Linked DNA regions of Pan troglodytes: region 1 is linked to region 2. A link is a contact called in public HiChIP or PLAC-seq data. All regions are on one chromosome and are shown on one strand. The core of a region is the stretch at or near the end of the contact, and the rest is flanking DNA. Distances in the headings are between cores, read along the strand shown. Region 1 holds the start of RRS1 (ribosome biogenesis regulator 1 homolog). Region 2 holds the start of DNAJC5B (DnaJ heat shock protein family (Hsp40) member C5 beta).

Region 1 (6,723 bases), core at 1,386-3,885, 410 kb after region 2:
AAGAATGATACAAATGCAACCTGGAGACCACAACTTACCCACTTACCTCAGTAAGATTTTTTTTAAGCCCGAAATCCCAATCTTACTGTTTTTGCTCACCTTGAATCTAACACAATCAATAGTAATAACCTTTAATTAGATAACCCTATAATGCTTATGCTTTTAAACAATCATTTTATTGAATGCCTAATATGTGCCCAGCACTATGTGGAAGTAAAAATCAGTCTCTAGTCTTCAAGGAAATTAAAATCAGTTTAGACTATAAAAAACCACTGAATATGGCTGGGCACGGTCGTTCACGCCTGTAATCCTACCACTTTGAAAGGCCAAGGTAGGTGGATCACTTGAGCTCAGGAGTTTGAGACCAGCCTGGGTTACATGGCAAAACCTGGCTCTACAAAAAATACACACACACACATGCACACAAACAGCCAGGTGTAGTGGCACGTGCCTGTAGTCCCAGCTACTTAGGGGGCTGAAGCAGGAGGTCCACTTGAACCCAGGAGGTTGAGGCTGCAGTGAGCCAAGATCGTGCCACTGCACTCCGGCCTGGGTGACAAAGTGAGACCCTGTCTAAAAAAAAAAAAAAAAAAACTGAACATAAAACAGAGTTCAATTAAGAGCTGACCTGTATGATCCAGATCATACCATTTAACACTTGTCAACCTATGCTCTTTTTTTCCCAATTCAGAAGATTGACAGAGAAGCTAACTCCTACATAACTGGTACTTCCTATTAAAGGTCCAATGACGTTACATTATATAGTCAATTTCTTTTTACCTTTCTTCCCCAGTATTCCATAAGGTCTCAGTTATCTTTGCACCTAGTGTCTGGCACATGGTAGCCATTCAATTAAATGTTTGTCAAGTGAATGAATGAATGAGAAACCAAGCCAAGCCCATAGCAGTCATATCAATACACTCAACTCTCTCCTATGGCAAATCCCAAAGGTTTAAGGCTCAAGGCAGTTAGCTAATATGGTCTTTGACCTAGCCTTGGCTACATGGGATGACTGATGTTAAAGCCTTGATGCTGAATGTTAAAGTAGGTTCAAGGGAAAAAAAAAAAAACAGCAAATTCTAAAATGCTTCTGGATGAGAAAGGCTAGCACAATGCTGAAACTAAACTGAGTCTATTTGCTAATTGCTATTAAGTTAATTTCATTGGTTAATTCTCCAGCATAACCCCCTCTAGGATAAACCTGGCCCCCAGTGAAAGGAAGATAAACCCTGTAAACCACGCAATCAACAGTGCCTCTGATACTCAAATGTACATCCTAGTCACCTACAGATCTTATTAAAATAAAGGTTCTGATAAATTACATCTAGAGTGAGGCCTGACGTTCTGCATTTCCAACAAGCTCCCAGGGGATATTATGCTGCTGGTATGCAGACCACACTTTAATGAGTATCAAGAGCTTGGACGACATTGCAGAGAATAGATCTACAGACTTAAAACCAGAGTTAAGATATCTCTTGTTCTTATATTCCCTAACTGCATAACTTTAGATAAGTCATTTCACCTCTCTGAGCCCTCCTTGTTTCATCTGTGAAAATAATATAGTTAATACAATAATTAATAACATAGTTAATACTAATAGCTAACACATACTGAGTTCTTACCATGTAGCAGAAACTAATGTTTTATGTTTGTCAATTTATAAATAAGGCTTAGATCAAACATTCTCTCCAAGTAATGGTGACCTGATACCTGATTGCAGGCCGTTTGACTCATACTTAACACCATGTAGCACTTACCTCCCAGAGCCTATGAAAATGAAATAATAATCGGTATTTGGCTAATTTGTACTGAGTACTCATACGCTCCAGGCCCTCGTTTAACCCTCCCTTGGACGATATTAACTCATTTATCTTATAACCACCCTAGGAAGTATTATTATCATTATCTCGCAGGCCTTAAAATGTCCTCAACAAGTAAAATTGCTGAAGGAACAACAGTGGCACAGTCAGGATTGGAACCCAGGCAGTGTAACTGCAGAGCATGGCTTAGTTTCAGCATTGTACTAGATTAATTGAACTAGACTAGGTTCTGTAACTGCAGAATCCCGGAGCTCCAAGTCAGCTAGCTCACTAGGGTCGGTGCACACCCGCGCCCACTCGGGGTGGCTTCATTGCCAGTGACTCCCAAAACAAAACGAATCTTCTACAATTAGCTCTATGTGTATCTTTGGGATGTCATCTTTCTCGGGCCACAACTAGGAACCCTGAAAGCCGATTATGACTCCAGTGAAACTATTTGGCCCTAAGAAGGGTGATTGTCTAAACATCTTCACAACGGATTTACACTGAAATTGTAACACGCACTTGATTGGAACCCCACACCACAGGCAGTCCCAGGAATTTGTACCCGCCCCGGTCCCGGACCGCGCCCCTGGACAAACCCTCCGGCCCGCCCCTCCGGATTGAGCCCCAAGACTGTCCCCGGACCACCATCCTAAGACCACTCCCTGAACTGCCCCCCGCCCAAGACCGCCCCCCGGGACCGCCCTCTCTAGACCGCCTGCGAGACTGTCCCCGGACCGCCCCCTGGACCGCCCCCTAGGCGGCCCCCCGAGCTGTCCCTGGACCGCCCTCTAGACCGCCTCCCGCCCCGCTGCATCCTGGGAATCGTAGTCCCAATCCTGCTCTGGAACTAGCCGTGCGGCCTGCTCGGGCCAGCTCCGCCTCTATCTGGCGCCAGCCTAAAGGTCCCGCTTCTAATCCCATCATCTCTCCATACCGCCCTCTGCCGGCCTTTCCTCTGGTCGCCCGGATTGCGAGCCGCTTCCGGGCGCTCCGGAAGCGAACCTTTCTTTTCCGGATTGGGCATCCCGGCATCTGCACGTGGTTATGCTGCCGGAGTTTGGGCCGCCACTGTAGGAAAAGTAACTTCAGCTGCAGCCCCAAAGCGAGTGAGCCGAGCCGGAGCCATGGAGGGCCAGAGCGTGGAGGAGCTGCTCGCAAAGGCAGAGCAGGACGAGGCAGAGAAGTTGCAACGCATCACGGTGCACAAGGAGCTGGAGCTGCAGTTTGACCTGGGCAACCTGCTGGCGTCGGACCGGAACCCCCCGACCCGGCTGCGGTGCGCCGGACCCACGCCGGAGGCCGAGCTACGGGCCCTGGCGCGGGACAACACGCAACTGCTCATCAACCAGCTGTGGCAGCTGCCCACGGAGCGCGTGGAAGAGGCGATAGTGGCGCGGCTGCCGGAGCCCACCACACGCCTGCCGCGAGAGAAGCCTCTGCCCCGACCGCGGCCACTTACACGCTGGCAGCAGTTCGCGCGCCTCAAGGGCATCCGTCCCAAGAAGAAGACCAACCTGGTGTGGGACGAGGTGAGTAGCCAGTGGCGGCGGCGCTGGGGCTACCAGCGCGCCCGGGACGACACCAAAGAATGGCTGATTGAGGTGCCCGGCAATGCCGACCCCTTGGAGGACCAGTTCGCCAAGCGGATTCAGGCCAAGAAGGAACGGGTGGCCAAGAACGAGCTGAACCGGCTGCGTAACCTGGCCCGCGCGCACAAGATGCAGCTGCCCAGCGCGGCCGGCTTGCACCCTACCGGACACCAGAGTAAGGAGGAGCTGGGCCGCGCCATGCAAGTGGCCAAGGTCTCCACCGCCTCTGTGGGGCGCTATCAGGAGCGCCTCCCCAAGGAGAAGGCGCCCCGGGGCTCCGGCAAGAAAAGGAAGTTTCAACCCCTTTTCGGGGACTTTGCAGCCGAGAAAAAGAACCAGTTGGAGCTGCTTCGTGTCATGAACAGCAAGAAGCCTCAGCTGGATGTGACGAGGGCCACCAATAAGCAGATGAGGGAGGAGGACCAGGAGGAGGCCGCCAAGAGGAGGAAAATGAGCCAGAAGGGCAAGAGAAAGGGAGGCCGGCAGGGGCCTGGGGGCAAGAGGAAAGGGGGCCCGCCCAGCCAGGGAGGGAAGAGGAAAGGGGGCTTGGGAGGCAAAATGAATTCTGGGCCGCCCGGCTTGGGTGGCAAGAGAAAAGGAGGACAGCGCCCAGGAGGAAAGAGGAGGAAGTAATAGTTTCTAACTGTCGGACCCGTCTGTAAACCAAGGACTATGAATACTAAATGTTAAGTTCTAGGCAATTGTACGGGGACTCAGAAAGACCTGGCCGCTGCCTTCATTGAGTTTAAAGGGGCAGGATTGCCCTTCCCTCAAGAAAGTATGTAAGTGTTGGACTGCACAAATTAATGTTTTTCCCACAACCGAGACTTTGGAGATTAAGAACTTATTTGAGGATTTAAGAATTAGGGAAATAATTTGGTGGAAACCGGGAATGAGTTCTATTCTTAAACAGCCTTTTTTTTTTCTTTTTAATGTTGGATATACGGTGAGGTAGAGTTGGCCATATTTCAGAGACTTAGATTGACGTATATGTTTCTGCATTATTTTTACAACAAGTTTGTGTATCAGAGCGGGAGTGCGGGGGAGGGAAAGAAAACAGTTTCAGAATTGAATAGGCAAGTGACTGTTTTAAAGATTAAGTAAGAAAGATGTCTTATCTAGTGTGACTTTTAACTTTCTGACTACTGGGTAGAAATTGTACTTGAAGCCAGTTACCTGGATACCTGGTACAGATTATTTTTGTTTACTTTCTGAAAAACACAAAGCAGGCCGTGCGCAGTGGCTCACTCCTGTATAGTCCCAGTACTTTGGGAGGCCGGGGCGGGCGGATCACCTGAGGTCAGGAGTTCGCGACCAGCCTGGCCAACACAGTGAAACCCCATCTCTACTAAAAATAAAAAAATTAGCCAGACATGGTGGCTGGTACCTGTAGTCCCAGCTACTTGGGAGGCTGAGGCAGGAGTATCGTTTGAACCTGGGATGCGGAGGTTGCAGTGAGCCCAGATCATGCCACTGCACTCCACTCCAGCCTGGGCAACAGAGGAAGGGTCCATCTCAAAAAAAAAAAAAAAAAAAAAAAAAGTTCAATTATAATGGTTTCAGTGATACAACTTTTAAACTTATACTTCTTTTGGTATCAAATATAATATTCAAAGTAGTAAAACTGATGTCTGTTTTTTAAAAATATTTTATGCCTTTCAACACTGAACACATGGATTTCCTGTAAATGATCAATTTGGGCTTCTTTGACTAATGGTAATAATCCTCATTAATCCAGAAAACACTTAAATCTTTCTCTACGTTTATATCCCCAGTTGTTTGTGTGTGTGTGTTTGTTTTTAAGCTTGACGTCAGGTATAGTTTTGTTTGGGGAAGAAAGAAACAGACCCATAAGATCCTTAATTAGGACATTATTATCTTTTTTTAAGTTCCAGAGTAGATGTGCAGGATGTGCACGTTTGTTACATAGGTAAACGTGTGCTATGGTGGCTTGCTGCACCTATCAACCCATCACCTGAGTATTAAGTCCCTCTGCCCCCTTCTATCCCCTGCCCCCAGGCCCCAATGTGTGTTGTTCCCCTCCCTGTGTACATGTGTTCTCATAGAACATTATTATTTTTTGATTCATTTGTCAAGTTGGCCTGAGCTGGTTTGATTAGGAGGTGAAATGTTTATATAGCTGTCCTTGGTCTTCCTGTCCATCAATCTTTTCCAGTTTGATCTCAGTAAATTCATTTCTGTAAAAATATTTCCCATAAAGGATTCAGATTTCATAATAACAGATTACTAAAAATGCAAATGTTTAGTTGTTACTGTCTTTGGATACTTTCTGATAAAGTTGAGCTTTATATTAATCAGCTTTTCCACTGGGACATGGCAGATATGGCACAGCCAAGCCCTCCCGGAGCATAGTCTGATCATGGCAAGTTTTAACTATTGATGTATGAGTTTTAACTATTGATTTTGCTTTCATCAAAAGCAAAGCCATTCACACAGTATTTAACAAAAACCCTCGGGCTCTGCTAGGTTCTTGTTTACTGTTAAAACAGTTTAAAGGCAGGGTCTTGATCACTTAAAATACTCTTAGAAGGGAAAGTAACATTTTAAAGGATTAACAGTGGGAAAAGAATATCCCTGTTCCTCTTCCTTCCCCCAAGTCCTCAACATGTGAAAATAGAGTTGATAAGTAAAGAGATTTAAGGCAGGACCCGGGGCCTACGGAGCAGTTTCCTTCTACGGCAATTTCAAGGGTGGATGGTGCGAGCGCCGCTGGGGCAGCTGGGGTTCTGGTTCTTACTCCGTGGGAAAATGGCCCTGAGCCCGACTGGGTTGAGGCTTAGACAGGTGACCCCGCGGAGCGGGTGGGCCGGCGCGGCCGAGGGGCGGGAGGCGGGCAGCCTCCGTGATTGGCCGGCGGAGGGGGCGGTGTAGGGACCCGAGGAGGGAAGAGGACTCCAAGCGCCATGGCCGCTGCTGCCCGGGCCCGGGTCGCGTACTTGCTGAGGCAACTGCAACGCGCAGCGTGAGTGCGGGGCCGGCGGGCGGGCAGGGGACCGCAGGATGCCCACGCAGCCCCCTGGGTGTGACCCGCTCGGATCCTGCGCAGTGTTCTCCGCTTACTTTCAAGAATTCGGAGAATTTGGATACCGCCCTGAGCTCCCACCGCGCGCCAGGCGGAACAGCGAGGTCACAGAGTGCGCGATGCAGCCTCGCAGGGCGCAGTGAGGCAGCCTTTACTCTGCTTGTCTACCGTTAAGGAAACTGAGGCCCAGAGAGGACCTGGTCCCACATCGTAGCAGGCAGTGGAGAGCTTGGCACGGTGGCCAAGACAAATTCATGTATGCAATTGACACATATTTATTGGGCAT
Region 2 (6,989 bases), core at 961-3,460:
TATTGGGACCAAATTCATGCATTAATAACATTACTTTGTTTTCATTGTATTTGTTTTTATTGTCATCTGACATTTAAGGCAATTAATACTGTATTTCTACTTATGTTAATAATAAAAAATACCTTTAAATAATTTTATTCCAGTAAAATGTATGAATTAATTTAAAGGAAAATGTTAAGTAAATATTAGTGCAGATGGCAATATTCTGAAGATGCCACATGAATAATCAAAGTGTGGGAAACCCTGACATTATTTTCTTGAGTTCAGCATAATCCATTTTACCACTTTTCCAATGCTGAGCTTCATATATGTTTTCTGTTATAAACAGTGCTTCAAAAAACCTCTTGTAGCTAAATATTTTTCATATCCATAATGGTTCTCTTAGGAGAATTCACAGATGTGGAATTGTTGGAAGAAAGGGCAATAATTATATTATTTTAAAGTTTAAAATTAGTGTCCATTAACCATTTCCCTAAGATTTTATGAAGACATTTAGGAAGTTAGTAAAGCAGTATTTATGACCTATGGGAATACTTTCTTCCTTGTTACTCAAAGGGTTGCTTAAGGCAGTGGCCTTCAAGTGTGTTCTGGGACCAAATGACAATTTCTCCCCAACCAGCGAAGCCCTGTGGTGGGGAAAAGGCTTGGTGGAAGATCTGGTTTGTAGTTAATGTTAAGTAACCTTTCCACTTAATTAGCTTTGTGATCTCGTGCAAGACACAACTTCTCTAAGCTATAATTTTCTCATCCAGAAAATTATACTGAAAATAATACTTTGTTTATCTCACCAAGTTGTGAAGATTAAATAGAGTGATATGTGTGAAAATAGCTTGTAAATGAAGCATGATGTAAAATGTTATTGGTATTATGAAAGCCCAATATATGTTCTCCTCTTGAGAGATTCTTAAAGCACAATTCTCTGACTTCACAGATACGTCGTCTGATGCAATACAGATACTTTTTAGTATCATATGGGGTTAGCGTCTAGAAAAAGTGAAGGGTATGAAATAATGAAGAATGAAATTCCAGTGAGACTCTATTTCTTTACAGATTGCTCCTCCCTGTCCCTTACTCAACACTAGAACCTGGTATAGCGCTGTAATCAATACTGTGTGTGTGTGTGTGTGTGTGTGTGTGTGTGTGTGTGTGTGTGTGTGTGTGTTTTAGACAAGGTTTCATTCTGCCGTCCAGGCTGGAGTGCAGTGGTGCAATCTCGACTCATTGCAGCTTTGATATCTCGGGTTTAAGCGATCATCCCCTGTCAGCCTCCTGAGTAGTTAGAACTATAGGCACGCACAACTACGCCCAGCTAATTTTTGTATTTTTTGTAGAGATGGGGTCTCACTATATAGCTCGGGCTGGTCTCAAACTCTTGGGCTCAAGTGATCCTCCCACCTCAGCCTCCCAAAGTGCTGGAATTACAGGCATGAGCCATCTCGCCCTGCCAACACTAACTCTGGACTTTCATTTGAGCTTTGCTGCTTATCATCAAATCTCAATGAAAACATTAGTTGCTCAGAAGTCACCTTACTTGTTAATCTGGAAATGGTCTGGTGGCTCAGGATTTCTGAGTCTGGGCTGGGACCAGAGCCAGCTACTCCTGGCACCTGTGTTGCTGGGGAAACATGATCTTCACCGAGACTCTGTTCTCTTCCCATAATGTACATTATCCAAATGGTCTCTTGTTGTGGGTGGATTCGGGTAAAAATTGTCTGATGAGCTACCAGAAAACTGTGATGTGGACAAACTCCAGAGAGTAGAACAAGATCTGAGTGCAGCATGGTCAGAATGGCAGGGGCTGACACTGAGGGCACCTGGGCTCTAGAATCAGATCTGCCACTTCACCACGTGGGGCCTCAGTTTCCTCATCTGTAAAAAAAAGAAAGGAGTTAGATGAGAATCTGGTCACTAGCCGGTCTTCTAGGTCTCTCCCCACAGTTAAGATCCCATAATTCTGTAGGTCAGTTTATGACCTGCAAAGGGATTCTTCCCTGAGGGCCCTCACAAGGTTTCGAATGGCAGAGCAAATGGAAATGGGGGAATGTCCTTCCCAACCTCCCACCGTGGGCAGGAGAGGAAGTGTTGTCCAAGAGGGCCTCAGCTGGACCATCTGGAGGAGCGAGGATTCCACTCTGTGACATCACAATATCCAGCCCAGGTTTGACCTTGACAACCGGGAAGGAGAAATAACAGGAGGCGCAGTTACTGATATAGCCAAGGTGGGACACTACTGGAGGGAGCTAGAAGGGATCAGCCAGCCATGCCTCCAGTTCAGGTACTTGGCATTGCTAAGCTCAGAACAGGACTTGCCAGTGTCTAAATGAAAAAGAGGAGAGATCTCAAGGTGAGTGTGTCTCCAAGCTTAAGAAGAACAGTATAAGCACAGACGGCGTGTGCCCCAGCTGCGTTAGGGTAATGTAAGGTTCCACACGAGCAGAAGCAGAGCTGGGCGCATCTTGCCAACAGCCAGGCTGCTTGCCATGAAGCCGGACGGTGAGGACATTTCCGAGTCTGTAGTCCACTTGTGCTGCTGGTGATATATTTCTATTTAGAGGTTTTTTTCTTTCAATAGCCCCTCCCCGGATGACAGGGTAGAGTAAACAAAAATAAGTTAACTAAGGAAGTATTTTAATAGAAGCCAGTACAAAAACAAACAAAAGTAATAAAAGGTGCAAAGTTGTATTATGGGTTAGCAAGCAAGACTGACTCTAAGGTCAAGTTTTGAAAGTTCAAATCTTGAAAGGCAAAAGGATACCCCTATAAAGAGTAAAAGAGAAGGGCCTTTTGGTTGAGAAGTAAGTAAAACAGCTCTGCTGGAACATATACCGGACCCCCCACCCCGCCCCCAGCAACTTCTGCCAGTGAAATCATTGCTGGGGATGCGGACAGTTCTGTTTTCTTTACCTTGCCTTGGGGTTTTGGCTTCTACAACACTTGTTTCTTCCTGGAGTCTTGGGGCCCTGAGAGGCTCTGAGTGACGGCAAAGAACTGTTCTGTTTACCAGTGGGGCGGAGCACGGGGCCAGCGCCAGGCCCTGACTCATCCCCATGTGGACTCCCTTGGGTCTTAGCACACTGCAACCCCGGAGTTGGAGCACAGGACAGCTCAGGCAGGCACGCTGAGCTCTGCCTGCAAGGTCAGAGTTGATGGCGATGCTCCCTCAGTGGGAGTAAGAGTCCATGTTCTGACAGGTAGGTCAGTTACCCACAGGGGACCCCAACAGCCATCGACAAGAAGAGGAGGAGATGGATTCTCTATCCACAGGACACAACTCTAACTCTCCTTGGCCTCCAACACATCACGAATAAATATATCACAGCAGTAAGGTCAATACTCTCACACTCTATGAAAGTAGTAATAGTCCCCAAAGCATGTAAAACTGAGAGATCCAGATAAAAGCAAAATATACTTGCACATAAACTTTATAGCACACATTCAACTTCTGTACAGAAGTCACTGTGATTTTCACAATTAGGTTATGATCTAATCATAACCACTTAAGACCTTGAACATTAAAATCTCATTGGCCCAGTTTTTAGGCTTCCTTCATTGATAGCCATTGAAAACTAAGTTTAAGCTGAACCTCAGATAATACCCACAAAACACAGAATGTCCTAACTCATCTCCATTTGCATTTATTGACTGTAACATTCCCTGACCCTTGTGTTAGTCACATGCTGCTGCAGCCTGTCACATACTGCAGAATTTTAGAGTCGGAGGGGAACTAGAAGATCATCCATTCCACAGCTTCGTTTCCAGGAGAAACCACACAGAGAAGTGTCTCAGCTAAGGGTATCAGGCTAGTTAGTGCTGGGGACTAAAGTTTAAGCCCCCTCACTCTTAGCCTGGTGGCCTCTCCAATACACTCTGCCCCACAATGAATGAATGTATTGGTTCATATTTGAACTAACTCTTTGATTTTCTAAGTTAGAATATTCTAAAAGGAGGAAATCTCATTTATCACCTTGGTGTGGTTATTGGTAAAAGCAGATATTCTCCTAGCCTCTGCACCTCCATACAAAATAAGCTTTGGTCAATGACAAGAAAAAGCACCGAAGAACCCATTCAAAACACTGAGATAACAGTGAAAATAAATCCAGGGAAATTGACTAGCTACTGTAAATTGAGGGCTGATTAGAAGTAATCCTTTTTTTCTTAAAAAAAGTATACAATTTACCAGATTTTTACTTTATAATAAATATACGGTCTTCCTGTGGCCTTGTCTTTTCCTGTTTAGGTAGATAATACTTTGTTTATGAATGTGTGTGTGTACACCCTTGAATGTACAGATGAGTAAACACTTTATCTGGCAGGTGTGGGGCTGGCTATTACATCCATCCGTGGTATCCGACCTACACTTACTTACCTAATATATCTTCTATATGAGCCTTCTGTGACTTATCCCATGAATTAATATTCTATTTGGAATTAACATGATAGTGTAGGAGGAGCCTCCTTAGACTTGTCCAGGGTTTGACATACATGAAGCTATATATGTCTTGCATCCGTAATTAATCTGCAAGTTTGAGCCCAGGCAGTCCCTGGGTGCAGGTAGTCAGCGTTTTTCCAATTAAATTCATTGCAAATGTACTAATATCAGCCCAAAGATCCAAATTCTGAAAGAAAATGAAATGAAATGAAGAATTTTTAAATATAAATAGAGACCTAACTTTTATAGTCATCAGCGCCATCATTAACCTTAGAGATGTCTGGTAAGTATTTTCTAGGCCATTAGATTGTTTTTTAGCCAACTAAAATGTGTACTTCCTGTAAGGATTTTCCATATGTTTCTGGTATTACATGCAGGTTGCCTTTAATAAAAGATAATTATGAAGCAATTACCAACAAGAAGGAGCATAAGAAAGAGCATTCCATCATGGCATAGGCTTTAAACAGTTGTTGTAATAACTTTCAGCTTCCTTATTAATTTTAAAAGTTGTGTAATATATTGAGTAATTTTACACACACTACAGTGTATAACTGCAGAAGAAAGCTAATTGTGAAAAACAGAGGGATAAAAGAAGTTTTAGTTTCAGGATTCTTCATTGCGGTTTTGAAGTTTCAAATCTCTCCAGTAAAATGAAACACAGGTATGCCAAGCAAACTTTTGAAATGTTTTCTCTTGAATTACCGGAGAAGATGCAGCCTTGACAAGTTTTATTTAAGAGGCTTGGAAGGAAAAAAAGCAAAAGGAAGCTACCTCTCTGAAGATCCTGAGACAGCAGAGTCTCCTCTTGCTGCCGTCCCCTGAGGCACCTTGGCAGGCGGCCACACTGGATCTCCGACACGCGCAGGACACTGCCTGTCATCCCAGCCCAGCCCCCATGCCCACTCTCCCAAGAATTGTGCAACAGGGCCTTTGTAACCTGAGGCCTGTGAAGTCTGTGGAGGAATGTGACCCAGAGCCAAGGGGCGTTGGTGCCACCAGGGCTGAGAAGGAGCTCTCCTGCTGTTTACCCTGCTATCCCATGGGAACCTCAGAAGGGGGAAGGTTATGCTCTAAAATGCATGGGGAGTCAAGTCCTTGGCACAGCTGTGAAGCAAGCACTCTAGTTAGTGTCTTTTCCCCTCATCTTTGCTGACCTCCAGAGGCATGCTTCATGCTGCTCCAGAGAGTAGAACCCAATGTGCTTTAATTTTTATTGTATTTGTATAAATATATGGGGTACAAGTGCAATTTTTAAAAATGCATAGATTGTGTAGTGGTCAAGTTTGGGCTTTTAGGATACCCATCACCTGATCCCCTCATCCTCCTTTCAAGCCACTCCTCATCCTCCTCCTCTTAATTGTGTCTCCTACTGAAAGCTACAAGCTGTGGTCCCATTATTCCAATGCCCTGTAAGGGTAAAGGGTATCCTGCTGTCTGGGGAGCAGGGATCCATATTAAATGTGATGTGGATGGTAGAGTGCCAGGCACTGGTGGCAGGACAGCCCCGGAAATCTTTGAGATTCATTGATTTACAAAACCAGCTTCCTGCCTCCTCTCCTCACCTCTTCCGTAGACATCTTCCTCCAATATGACAAGTACACAATCTGGCCACCATAATACTTGGGGTTGTCCTGTCTCTTCTGCCTGGGGAAAATGTCACGAGCTGAGTCATGAATACTCTCCTTTTAAGTTACCCAAACATCATGATGGCCACACAAATGGAGCTCTAACCAAAAGGAAGTGAAAGATTCACTCTCAGTCTTGCCATTTAAGTGGTGCGGAGTACTATGGCATGTAATTCACTATAAATGAAAGTTCCACATTTTTATATTACCAATATTGTTGGTCACAAAAGGTGGTCTCAGGAAAACAGACGTTTTAGCCAGTTGAGAAGACAATTTACTTGGCAACTAGAAGACCAGTATTTTCGTCCTTTCAAGTATATTTAGAATGCAAAATCATTATTATTACAAGAGAGGGAAAGCCTTTTCTTAATGTTAGGATACGTTCCTCTGCATGGTAGGAACTGACGCTATCTCCCTCCCCGCATCAACCTTATCTCCTCTCATACTGTGTCCTTTCAAGGAGGTTGTTTTCCACACTCCTTTCTATGCCAAATGAATTCAATGTCAGTTTCAATCCCGTTTGTATTTTTGAAAACTTAATATGCACCTGGGACTGTACTAGGCACTGTGACAACAGCAAAATAAAATGTTTGACATAAGTTGGGCTCTTTAAGAGTTAAGAATTTAGTTGAGACAAGATGTACACCTGCGAAGAGTTCAAAAGCAAAGAGGAAACTACAAAACTATGTGAAAAATGTGTGCACTGTGAACTTCAAAGTGCCCCAGGGGCTCAGAGCGAAGAAGCAGTGTTGTCTGGAGTGTTCAGGTTGCTCATGAGGGCAGGTCAGCACTGGGACTTGGGAGGAATCTTGAAAGGAAGAGAAACAGACTATGACTGATTGACACAAACTTAGGGAGAAAAACAATTTCCTAGTGAAAATTTTGGCCCCGGCACAACCGCTCTTCTCTTACTCACCAGTGCTCATGTCCACTCT

What was found. HiChIP or PLAC-seq counts read pairs in DNA pulled down with a chosen protein or histone mark.
Region 1: an H3K4me3 HiChIP or PLAC-seq map of stem cell-derived excitatory neurons shows a contact between it and region 2, with 7 times the contacts expected there. The contact joins the promoter of RRS1 here to the promoter of DNAJC5B in region 2. A contact is called at or near these places in 3 of 7 Hi-C or Micro-C datasets (blood and induced pluripotent stem cells), 1 of 1 datasets of contacts at active chromatin or transcription factors (stem cell-derived excitatory neurons) and 1 of 1 other capture datasets (stem cell-derived neural stem cells).

The regions. Positions count from the first base shown.
Region 1 is chr7:75,076,391-75,083,113 of NHGRI_mPanTro3-v2.0_pri, forward strand. RRS1 (ribosome biogenesis regulator 1 homolog) reads left to right here and starts at 2,636. Exons shown (of 1, transcript XM_016959530.4): 1 at 2,636-5,168. The coding sequence starts at 2,930. The coding sequence ends at 4,027. It overlaps ADHFE1 (alcohol dehydrogenase iron containing 1), which reads left to right and starts at 6,269. Exons shown (of 13, transcript XR_010159258.1): 1 at 6,269-6,377.
Region 2 is chr7:74,664,495-74,671,483 of NHGRI_mPanTro3-v2.0_pri, forward strand. DNAJC5B (DnaJ heat shock protein family (Hsp40) member C5 beta) reads left to right here and starts at 2,211. Exons shown (of 6, transcript NM_001246535.1): 1 at 2,211-2,344. LOC104007631 (a long non-coding RNA gene) reads right to left here and starts at 2,975. Exons shown (of 5, transcript XR_001720219.3): 1 at 2,905-2,975; 2 at 1,532-1,869.